3 separate regions of the Sus scrofa genome follow, and all the other regions are linked to region 1. Evidence: chromatin contacts called from public HiChIP or PLAC-seq data. All regions are on one chromosome and are shown on one strand. The core of a region is the stretch at or near the end of the contact, and the rest is flanking DNA. Distances in the headings are between cores, read along the strand shown.

The links. HiChIP or PLAC-seq counts read pairs in DNA pulled down with a chosen protein or histone mark.
Region 2: an H3K27ac HiChIP or PLAC-seq map of alveolar macrophages shows a contact between it and region 1. The contact joins the promoter of AP1AR here to the enhancer-like site in region 1. A contact is called at or near these places in 18 of 47 Hi-C or Micro-C datasets (alveolar macrophages, blood, brain and 12 more) and 2 of 2 datasets of contacts at active chromatin or transcription factors (alveolar macrophages and skeletal muscle).
Region 3: an H3K27ac HiChIP or PLAC-seq map of alveolar macrophages shows a contact between it and region 1. The contact joins two enhancer-like sites. A contact is called at or near these places in 2 of 47 Hi-C or Micro-C datasets (omental adipose tissue and retroperitoneal adipose tissue) and 1 of 2 datasets of contacts at active chromatin or transcription factors (alveolar macrophages).

The regions. Positions count from the first base shown.
Region 1 is chr8:110,543,106-110,546,696 of Sscrofa11.1, forward strand. The region is part of intron 2 of LOC102158976 (a long non-coding RNA gene); the gene reads left to right. Among named protein-coding and RNA genes, the nearest start is that of C8H4orf32, 40 kb to the left of the region's middle. Within about 2 kb of position 1,811, at least 4 of the 83 cell types and tissues checked have an H3K27ac peak or open chromatin away from gene starts, as enhancers often do. A contact at or near this core is called in alveolar macrophages and retroperitoneal adipose tissue, where this site is marked.
Region 2 is chr8:110,418,985-110,422,575 of Sscrofa11.1, forward strand. It overlaps AP1AR (AP-1 complex-associated regulatory protein), which reads right to left and starts at 1,564. Exons shown (of 10, transcript XM_003482454.4): 1 at 1,068-1,564. The coding sequence starts at 1,150.
Region 3 is chr8:110,470,107-110,473,697 of Sscrofa11.1, forward strand. C8H4orf32 reads right to left here. Exons shown (of 2, transcript XM_013978951.2): 2 at 1-1,179. The coding sequence ends at 934. The region is part of intron 1 of LOC102158976 (a long non-coding RNA gene); the gene reads left to right. Among named protein-coding and RNA genes, the nearest start is that of C8H4orf32, 33 kb to the right of the region's middle. Within about 2 kb of position 1,720, at least 2 of the 83 cell types and tissues checked have an H3K27ac peak or open chromatin away from gene starts, as enhancers often do. A contact at or near this core is called in alveolar macrophages, where this site is marked.

The sequences.
Region 1 (3,591 bases), core at 561-3,060:
ACCTGTTAGGATGTTTATTATTAAAAAGACAAGAGATAAATGTTAGCAAGGGTGTGGAGAGAAGAGAACTTCTACGCTATTGGTGGGAATGTAAATTGGTACAGCTGTTATGGAAAACAGTATGAAAGTTCCTCAAAAAATTACAGATATGATCCAGATATGATCCAGCAGTCCCATTTCTGAGTATAAACCCGAAGAAACTGAAACTTGTCCGGTTGACCCTCCGTATCTTCAGGTTCCTCATCTGGATTCACCAACTGTGGATAGAAAATATTTGGGGGGGGGAATCCCAGAAAGTTTAAAAAAGGGAAATTTGAGTTTACTGAGTGCCACCAATCCTATGTTTACATAGGATTTACATTGCATTTACAACTATGTACATAGCATTTACACTTACTGGATATTATAAGTAATCTAGGGATGATTTAAAGTATACAAGAGGCTGTGCATAGGCTATATGCAAATACTACACCATTTTATATAAGGGACTTGAACATCTGAGGATTTTGGTACCTTCAGGGGATCCTGAAACTGATCCTCCAAGGATACCAAGGGATGACTGTATCTTGAAGAGATATCTGTACTCCCATATTCATTGCAGAGTTACTCACAATAGTCAAGATATGGAAATAACTCGTGTTTATCTATGGATAAATGGATGAATAAGATTGATATAGGCATATATATAGATAGATGTGAGGATGTGAGATACACACACACACACACACACACACACATATTATTTAGCCATAAAGGAAGGAAATGTTATTTGCAACAACATAGATGGAGCTTGAAGGCATTATGCCAAATGAAATAAGTCAGAGAAAAACAAATACTACATCTTCTCCCTTATGTGTAGAATCTAAAAAAGTTGAACTCATAGAACCAGAGAATAGAACAGTGGTTGCCAGGGATTGGGTGGGGGGTGAGGGAAATGGGGAGATGTTGGCCAAATGTGTATATTTGGAATTTGCTGAAAGAGTAGATTTTAAATGTCTCCTCACACATACACAAAAAAATGGTACCTGTGTGAGGTGATGAATGTGTTCATTAACTTGATTGTGGCATTCAGCTCACAATGTATATGTGTATTAAATCATCACGTTGTATGTCTTTAACAAAATCACATTGTACAACGTAAATATATACAATTTTTATTTGTCAATTATACTACAAGAAGCTGGGGAAAAAAGCTTACAAAGATATTCTTTCATATTTTTCTCTAAAAACTTACTCCTGCCTCAAAACTCCTCCATGTTCAAATCTGCAGTCCATCTGAAATTTATTTTATATATGTTATAACATAATGGTTCTGACACATTTTTTTAAAATACGGAAAATTAAGTGGGCCCAGAACTATTGGTTGAAAGGAACATTCTTTTCCTATTGTCCTTCAGGGTCACTTTCGCCATATGTATAGGCCTGTTTATGGACTCTTTATCCTTGATCACTGTATTCATTTTCTAATGCTGTCATTGAAAATTACCATGAATCTAGGGTTTCAAGACAACACTCACTTTAAGTTTCACAGCTCTGTGAATCAGAAGCCTGGGTATAGCTCTTTTGGATCCTTTGCTTAGAGTCTAACAAGACTGAAATCAAGGTATTGGTAGGGCTGGGCTCTTAGCTGGAAGCCCTAGAGGTAAATTTGCTTCTGATGTCATTGAGGTTGTTGGCAGAATTTAATTCCTTGTTGTTGTAGGACTGAGTTCCCCAATTCCTTGCTGGCTGTCAGCTGGGGTTTAGTTTTTGCTCCTCAAGGCTGTTCATTCCTTCTCATGCCTTCTGTGTGGTTCTCCTCCAGCAACAAGTCAAGTTCCTCTCACCCCTCAAATCTCTCCCTACTTCCCCTTCTGCTGTGTCTTTGACTGGCACTTGTCCCTTTCCCTTTCGCTTTTGAGAGCTCATGTGATTACACTGGGCCCCCTGGATAAACCAGGATACTCTCTCTATTTTAGAGTCAGGTGGTTAGTAACCATAATTACATTGCAAAGTTCCTTCACAGCAGTATTTTGATTAGGTTTGGTTAAATAACTGTGAATAGTCATCTTGATGTGGGGGTAGTAGCATCTTTAGAATTCTGCCCACCATACTTGGTTTGTCTGTACTTGTATTATTACCGTTGCCTTAATTACCATAGTTTTATGATAGTTTTTGATCTATGGCAGTGCAAGTTGTTTGGCTCTGTTCTTCAAGACTGTCTTGGCCAATACATACATAATACGAGTTTCACAAGAAGAGAAGATGGATAATGGAACAGAAGCAATATTCAAATAGATATTGGCCAATATTTTCCAAAACTGATGAAAAGCATCCGAGATAGATATTTCCAAACTGCCCTTCAAAATTTTTGCAACAATGTATCGCTTCATTAACAGTGTATGAAAAAGCCTGTTTCCCTCCACTCATGACAACACCGGGTTTTAACTTTAAAAGTGAATGCCAATCTGATAAGTAAAACATGCAGTTTCCTCACTTTGAGTTCCTTGTTAAAATTTGTGAATGAAGGAGTTTCTGCTGTGGCATAGCGGAAACAAATCCGACTAGGAACCATGAGGTTGAGGGTTTGATCCCTGGCCTCGCTCAGTGGGTTAAGGATCCAGCATTGCCGTGAGCTATGGTGTAGGTCGCAGATGCAGCTTGGATCTGGTGTTGCTGTGGCTCTGGTGGAGGCCAGCAGCTGTAGCTCCGATTTGACCCCTGGCCTGGGAACTTCCGTATGCCTCGAGCACAGGCCTGAAAAGACAAGACCAAAACAAACAAACAAAAAAACCGAAAAAATAAAAAATAAAAAAAATTCTGAATGAAATTAAGCATTTTTTCATTTATATTAATTTCTGTTGATATCCTATTGCCAATGGTTTTGTTTTGTGTGTTATTTATTGTCATTCAGTTAAAAATTTATGATGTTAAACTTAGTTTACTTTTATGAGTTTTATGTATGCGATCGTGTTTATAAAGGTCATGTTTCAAGATTAAAAAAGAATCCCTCGATTTTTTTTTTCCTGGATAGCTTATGGTTTCTGTTTTGTGTTGTTTTGCTTTATTTAAATTTTTGATCTTAAATTTAAGTTTATTTTGCACTTAGAAGTGAGGCAACTTTTTTGAGAAATCACACAAAGGTTGCGAAAGGCCCCTTTACTCTCCTTAGACAATTCTTCCCCTGACCTCCACCCTGCTCTTCTTTGGAGTATTTTCAAAGAGTGAAGGGCTTGTGAATTGGCAAGTGCCCCTATCTCCAGAGCCACGATGGGAGCATGGCAGAAATATTGGTCTCCTGAAAGCATGATATTCTGTATTTGCTCTTTTATAACAAGTATCATAGCTGAAGCTCATTTAGCTCTATGAGTGGAATAAGAATTTCAGTGCAACTCACGGAATCTTAGGAATTCTCCATTTGTGGACAAATTCTCGGCAGCATTGTCGTGCATTGGGCCAGGAGCAAAAACACTTCCTTTTAGCTTTTTCATATTTTTTTCAAAGGTAAAAGCTTGATTTGAATATGTTTTACTGAAAGGAACCATATTGCAGAGATTGATTTGTAGACAGGTTTGTATGAAAATGCTACAGGACTAATCATGTGAAGGAAAT
Region 2 (3,591 bases), core at 314-2,813, 120 kb before region 1:
TACATCACCAAAGATCCAAATGACAAATTATCTGGCTTCAGTATGTGTATGCTGAACACCTTATTACCTAAAGATGTTGGTCAGATGGGACAGATCCTGAAAATTTAGCAATCTGTTCCAGAAAGTGCCAAATTAATGTCTTACTTCTTAACATAAAGTGGCTTGAGATTTTCAATTCTTAGTTTGAATTCCTGGGAGATACTTAAAAACAACAAAGCCAATTTCAAAGGAATTTATGCTTTTCAATAATTCATGAAATAAAACACACAAAAATGGAATAATTACGAAATTCTATTATTCTATGGATTCTGTGAGTAGAAAAATCTATGCATATCTCAGATTTAATCAAGAGATCTCAGGTTCAGAAGGGCTGTGATTTCCCTTGTGCTACAGAGAGCAATCAAGGTAACACATTCCTCTCGAAATTCCAAAAAATTAATATGAAAAAGCTACACTCTGCCCCTCTTGTTATCAGCACCAAGAATCCAAACGCCCGCTGGAAACCCAGCAATTCGTGTCTTTGTACTTATCAAAGAACTGCTCAAGGTCTGGAATCTTATGTTATTCCAGCATCCAAACGACTTCTAAAAAAAAAAAAAAAAATCTGAGACATCAACTTTTTGGAAGCAGATTCTCCACCTGCTCTGTCAGAGTCAAGAGAGAATCAAAAACGGAAGCTACCACCACCTCTGGCACTAAACCCAAGCCCAACGTAGAGTGTCCTCGGGTTGCTGTGGATCCTGTTCTACCGTCCATTCGTGGGAAGGTGCCCCTTGCTTCCTAGAGACGATGCCTCCCATGACTCTTTTATCGCGTGACAGTGCGCGCCCGGAGGAATCTCGCTCGGAGGTGGCAGGAGCGACACTCCGCCCTCACCTCTAGCTGTTTCCCTGGGAGGCCCCTCCAGGTCAGGGCCTCCACTACGACCACCCTCTTCACGCCAGTACAGCGGTGAAGGGAGCGGGCTCCCAGCCTTTTCAAGCCAGTGGGGGAGTGAAAGGGGTTCCCCGGCAGAGGTTGAATAGGAGGAGCCAGCGGGCGCCGGGCCCCTCCCCCAGTGGGCTTACCCTCCGCCGCCTCCTACACGCTGCAGCCGCCCGGCTTCCCTGCGGAGGAGCCCGAAGCACTGCGTCCAGCAGCAGTTCCCCATTGCATGCCGCCCAGGCGCCGCCGCTCCTCCGCCTCCTCCCGCTCAAAGCCCAAACCCAGGTCCGGCAGCCGCATCCGCGCAGCACGAGCCGAATAGGTGTTCGGGGACCGAGGGCGGGCCGGCCGGAGCGCGGCGGCGTGAGGGGCTGGGGCGACGGAAGGGACAGGCGCTCGGAACAAAAGCAGTGGTTACTCGAGCGGCCGTCGAGTCGTCGCCGTGCGAGGGAGGAGGGCCGGGCAGCGGGCTGTAGACTCGCTCGCCATCCGCATGGCCCCTCACTCGCCTCAGGCCCCAAACCCAGCTCGAATGACCGCCTCCTGCCGCCGAAGAAGGCCAGTCCCCGCGAGCCTCGCGCCCAGGCCCCTCCCTCCGGTGCGCCCAGGCCCGCGCCTCGCCACCGACGCCGCCACACCTCCGGCCTCTCCCGGGCCCCAATAGGCTGCTCCTTTGGCCGCCCCGCCTCCTCGGGCGACTAGCGGTTACGTCACTTCCGCCAGCTACTGGGTACGCAGTTCAATTTGTGGGTGTGGGTATCTGTTGGACCTTGACCTAACCAGGAAATCTTTACTTTTCGCGCCTTCCCTACTGTGGGTCCCGAGCCTTTCCGGGCGTCTCAAGTTCTAGGCTCAGTTTTCGAACTTTGTGCCAAAACCTTGTGAGCAGCTTCCCTAGAGCCCCAGCCTGGGAGTCATCAGGTGTGAAGGGGTCACTTGTCTGTGAGGTGTGTGCTTAGGTTTTGTTTATATTACACCATACATAGCTAACAGAGTCAGGGAATTGATTGTGGTTGTTTGGAAGCACCAAGAATTTTTTTTCTCTCAGGCTTCCAGTTTGCGTTTCAATCGCCATACTGTCAACATTGCAGGGAAATTTACTAACCGTGCCCTACTGGCCTTATTTGTTTTGTCTAAAATCAAATCTGGAGTCCAGAGGAAATAAGCTAGAGGACCGTGGTTTTTCAGGGACACCAGACTTGTCCAAGAGTGTTTCTCGAACTGTGGTAGATGGGAAGAGACAGCTACTCCGATGCGACTTGGTTTTCTTTAAAACTGAGTTTTTGTCTGGTTGGCTTTAAAATCGGTTATAAGGCGTAGCTTAGCAAACACCTGGTCTAAGTAGATAGGAAGCTTTAATTACTAACAAATCAGTCACATCAATTTTTAGCCTGTTTTAATTTAATTGAAAATTTTATTAATGATAAAATGTTCTTTGACATACTCATTTTCTTGCTTCCTGAATTCTAGACCCACCTGGGTTTCAGTCTTAGCCCTAATTTTGACCTTGTTTGGATCTCAGTAATTTTTTTGATCAAGTGCCCAGGGATATATTTGGCCCAGTAGTCTGCCATTGGATATTGGTAGAATGACTGAATAACTTATGAATAATGGCTATTTCTTTCCCCATTGCAGCCCCTGAAATCAAGCAGATATATTTGCAAAATAGTCTTGAAAATTCAACCCCCAATGTTTATTATTTTATTTTATTTTATTTTGTCTTTTTGCCTTTTCTAGTGCCGCTCCTGCGGCATAAGGAGGTTCCCGGGTTAGGGGTCAAATCAGAGTTACAGCTGCCAGCCTATGCCACAGCCACAGCAATGCCAGATCTGATTCGCATCTGTGACCTACACCACAGCTCACAGCAACGCAGGATCCTTAACCCATGGATTGAGCCAGGGATCAAACCCACAACCTCATGGTTCCTAGTCGGATTCATTAACCACTGAGCCATGACGGGAACTCCAATCCGGAATGTTTAAAAGAAACTGGTATATCCATTACGTAGAATACTACTCAGCAACAAAAAGGAACATATTGTCAATATGCACACCTTAAACTAACCTGCAGGAAATTATATTGGCTCAATACAGTATTGCTTTTCTAACCCTAATTTTGGGCATGGGTAGGAAATCAATAAAGACAATAGACAGGTGTATTCTGATAAAATTTATGTGTTTATCTTGTCACAGCTAAGGAATTCATTTATATGGCACTTGTTCAGGCAGAATATTCAGTTTACCAGTAAGAGACACAAATAGGTTATTTACAGTGATGGCTACTTAATGTCAGCCTTCTAGAGAGACCTGCTGGTTGTAGGTCTCTAGAGAGACCTTCCAAGTAGTAGGACCTTTCTCCAACTGTCCCATCCCTTTCAAAGTTCCTTTCTCTCTTGTAATTTGTCCTGAAGTTAAAGCAAGAGTTCTTTAAATAGGTTCCCTGGCGTCAGTCAGGATGCATTCTGTACCTTGAACTGTCTTCCAGATTATATGGTTCCAAATGTGAATCTCTTTTTGCTTAGAACTCCTCTATTGACTATTAATTACTTTGTGTTGTTTTGAGATCATTTGCTACAGTGATGTTGTTCTGGTGGTTAGATGTTATGGACATAAACTCATCCTTTTAATTCATAGTTTGAATTACCTATGTTTACACATGACAGTAGAT
Region 3 (3,591 bases), core at 470-2,969, 73 kb before region 1:
CTAAAGTGATTCCAAGCCCAAGTACTACTTTATAAAAAAGTTACATTTAACTTGGGAAGCTTTCCCAACAGTAATAAATATATTTCTTTTCAATCTTCAGAAAATGTGCTAGCTTTACTGATTTTCATCAAAATATTAAGGTAGTGTATAGCAGTTAGCATTTATATGGGCTTGTGCTAAGCAGGGACAGTAGAAATCCAAAATATTTCCCAGATAATATGGGTTCATTTGGTGGAAGATGGGGAGCAATTCTCCAAGTAAAACTTTTTTTTTTTTTAAGCTCCTTGTTTTGTCCTTTTGCTTCTAAAATGTTTTAATGGAGCTCTTTACAAGACCTATCTTGCCCAACTTGAATTTTTTCTTTTTTTGGTCTTTTTAGGGCCACACCTGCAGCATATGGAGGTTCCCAAGCTAGGGGTCGAATCAGAGCTGTAGCTGCTGGCCTGCACCACAGCCACAGCAACCTGGGATCCGAGCCATGTCTGTGACCTATTTCACAGGTCACGGCAACGCTGGATCCTTAACCCACTGAGCAAGGCCAGGGATGGAACCTGCATCCTCATGGATGCTAGTCAGATTTGTTTCTTCTGAGCCACGATGGGAACCCTCGGACTTGAATTTCATATTCCTATTTTGCCTGATCACTGTTTGGTGGTGGTTAAGATCTGGCATGGTAATAGGGGTGCTTAAAATTGGGCACAGGTCACAGTAATTAAACAAGAATTATGAATAAGCTACAATATATATATTTAACCCTGTTATAATCAACAGTTGAGTTTAATTTTAAACAATATCAACTTATGAATTTAATTACTAAAACAGCACACAATTCGAAACAAGGCAAACTTTTCAGCCTTCATGTAGTGAAATATTAACTTCACTAAATACACATATGGCTACTAAATGTTAAACAATAGTTCATTCTGCCACATTTCACTGTTGCACATAAATAATGACAAGGCAAAGAATAGCAACTAGTCCAAGGGCTGGTAGGCCAAGGAACCACAGCATAACCCAGAAGAAAATGACTACCACTGGTTCTACAATTTGTTCTCCAAAATACATTCTTGTGAAGCCCATGCTGATGAGGCTTTTGTTCAGTTCACCAAAAAGTGTTCCCATCTTTTTGTAGTCATCTCCAACAGGCTCACCAGTGTTATTTTGTGATTCTTCAATATCCTTAAAAAAAAACAAAACAAAACATAAACATAAAATCAGAAATAGGTGCATGTCTTTAAGAATAATGACTAACTCATAGTTCTTTTTAATCTTCCAAAGTATGTACTGGGCATACTTCTGATAATCATTCAGTAATATTTGGGAATGTTCCTTTTGATTGTCATATAGTAACAACTGTCTGTGCCCATCTTTCAAGAATATGGAAAGCACTGATTTATTGATTTGTGTGGAATCAACATTGACTGGACCCTCAACTACCAGAACACCGATTTATAAGATGAAGAATTCATTTCCATTCATTTTCTACTTTCCCAGAATTGCACAAAGACAACTTCTCAGATGAAGAGTCATGCTCATATTACTCTTATTAGTGACTATGATTTCAGAACAGCCTTTTTCTACTAATCTCCTATTTTGTGGTAGAGCCCTGGATTTCTCTGTTCTGGTAGGTAAGCTCTTTTTAGTCCATTCCACTGACTCCAAGACTTTAAGGAACCTCGCTTCAGCTGACTGGAGCAGGGCTTGGTGCTAATGTTGAGCAATCCTCAGCCATTGCTGCTGTGATGTGTCAGTTTTAGCTGGAGAGCTAAGACTTCAGTGTAGGCCCTGGCATAGTTTTCTGTAATTTAACACATGTCCTAAATGCCCCTTATGAATCCCACCAGAAGCAACATACAGTTTCCAAGTAGGAATCATTTTGAACAATATTCCCCAAAGTCCACCTAGACATGAGCTCCCCAGAAGATGTCCATCTGTACCCAATTATACATAGCAAAAATTATTTACTATTTCTAGTACATCTCAGTCTTACTACAATTTAGGCCTTCATGTTTTTGTTATTAAGCTACTATCTCTCAGCTTCAACCACACCCTTTGGAATTCTGCAAGACATAGCTGGCTCCTTGTTGGGCTCTGCCCACAGAGGAACGAGAGAGACTTTGTGCAGTTAGAGGAGGAAGGGATTTACTCTTTCCTTGTTTGCCTTGCTGGGGTTTCTCAATACTATCTACTTTAGTGATAATTCACTCTGGCAGTAGAAGGTCTGTCTGGTAGCAGTCACTGATTTCAATTTAGTGGCTTCCCAACCCTTGTAGAACCAATCTCAATGAGCCTTCTTGAGATATCAGATCAAACTCCTGGGTTCCTCTTCCTCAGATATCTGCTTCCCAGATCTATGGTGTCCCTCTTCTGAACTCAGAAACACCAGCACCAGGTGAGCAGTGATCAGTTCTTGGAAGTCTGAGTCCCAGCTCTATGGGACGGGGCCTTCCCCAGTCTTCTCGGTTTTAGTAATTCTACCTCTTTTCTTTGCTTCCCCTGGCCCAGGAGTGGTAGCTGCTTCCTGCTGTTATTGTCTGTGGCACTTAGCCTGTTGTAGTGCTGTGGTTTTTAAACTTTAGCATAAGTTAGACTCTCTCAGAGGGCTTTTAAAGCCCAGAATGCTGGCCAACTGACAGGGTTTCTGACCCAGTAAGCCATGAGTGGGACTTGGTGTCTGAGAATTTGCACTTCTAACAAGTTTCCAGGTGATTCGTAATGATGCTGATTTTTCTACCATCCTTTGAGTATCAGTGTGTTAATGTTCTCTTTTTTGCCTTTTCTGTTTTTCAGTGCCTACTTAACAATTCTTTCTATTAGATTATTCTTGATAAAATAATTGGTATAGTTTCTGTCCCCTCACTAGACCCTAGTACAGTCACAAAAGAAAATCTATGACATGTTGAAGATATAGTTGTAATTATAATTTATTAAACCTAATTTTTTAGGAGTGATGATTCAAACTGGTAATTATTTACTGAATTTATACTTGCTTATAGTAGATAAAAGATGGAAAATTTCTCATATATTAAAAAAAAAGCTTTGGGTACAGCAGGGTTTCACATAATAAGTATTAAATGCCATTAACTATGCTGTCTGAGAGTTCCCGTCGTGGCGCAATGGTTAATGAATCCAACTAGGAACCATGAGGTTGTGGGTTTGATCCCTGGCCTTACTCAATTACTTTCTACCAAAAAGAAAGGAGTTCCCGTCGTGGCGCAGTGGTTAACGAATCTGACTAGGAACCATGAGGTTGCAGGTTCGATCCCTGGCCTTGTTCAGTGGGCTAAGGATCCAGCGTTGCCGTGAGCTGTGGTGTAGGTTGCAGACGTGGCTCGGATCCCGCGTTGCTGTGGCTCTGGTGTAGGCCGGCGGCTACAGCTCCAATTGGACCCCTAGCCTGGGAACCTCCATATGCCGCGGGAGCAGCTCAAGAAATGGCAAAGAAAAAGACAGAAAACCAAAAAATCTTGTTCTTGCCTGAGATTAAGGCTTTTTTTTTTTTTTTTTTTTTTTTTAGGACAGAGTTTGAAAAGTTCTTGATTTAGAGTTTGTAATTTTTTCTGGTCCCTCAACTTTCTCTTCTACTCCAGT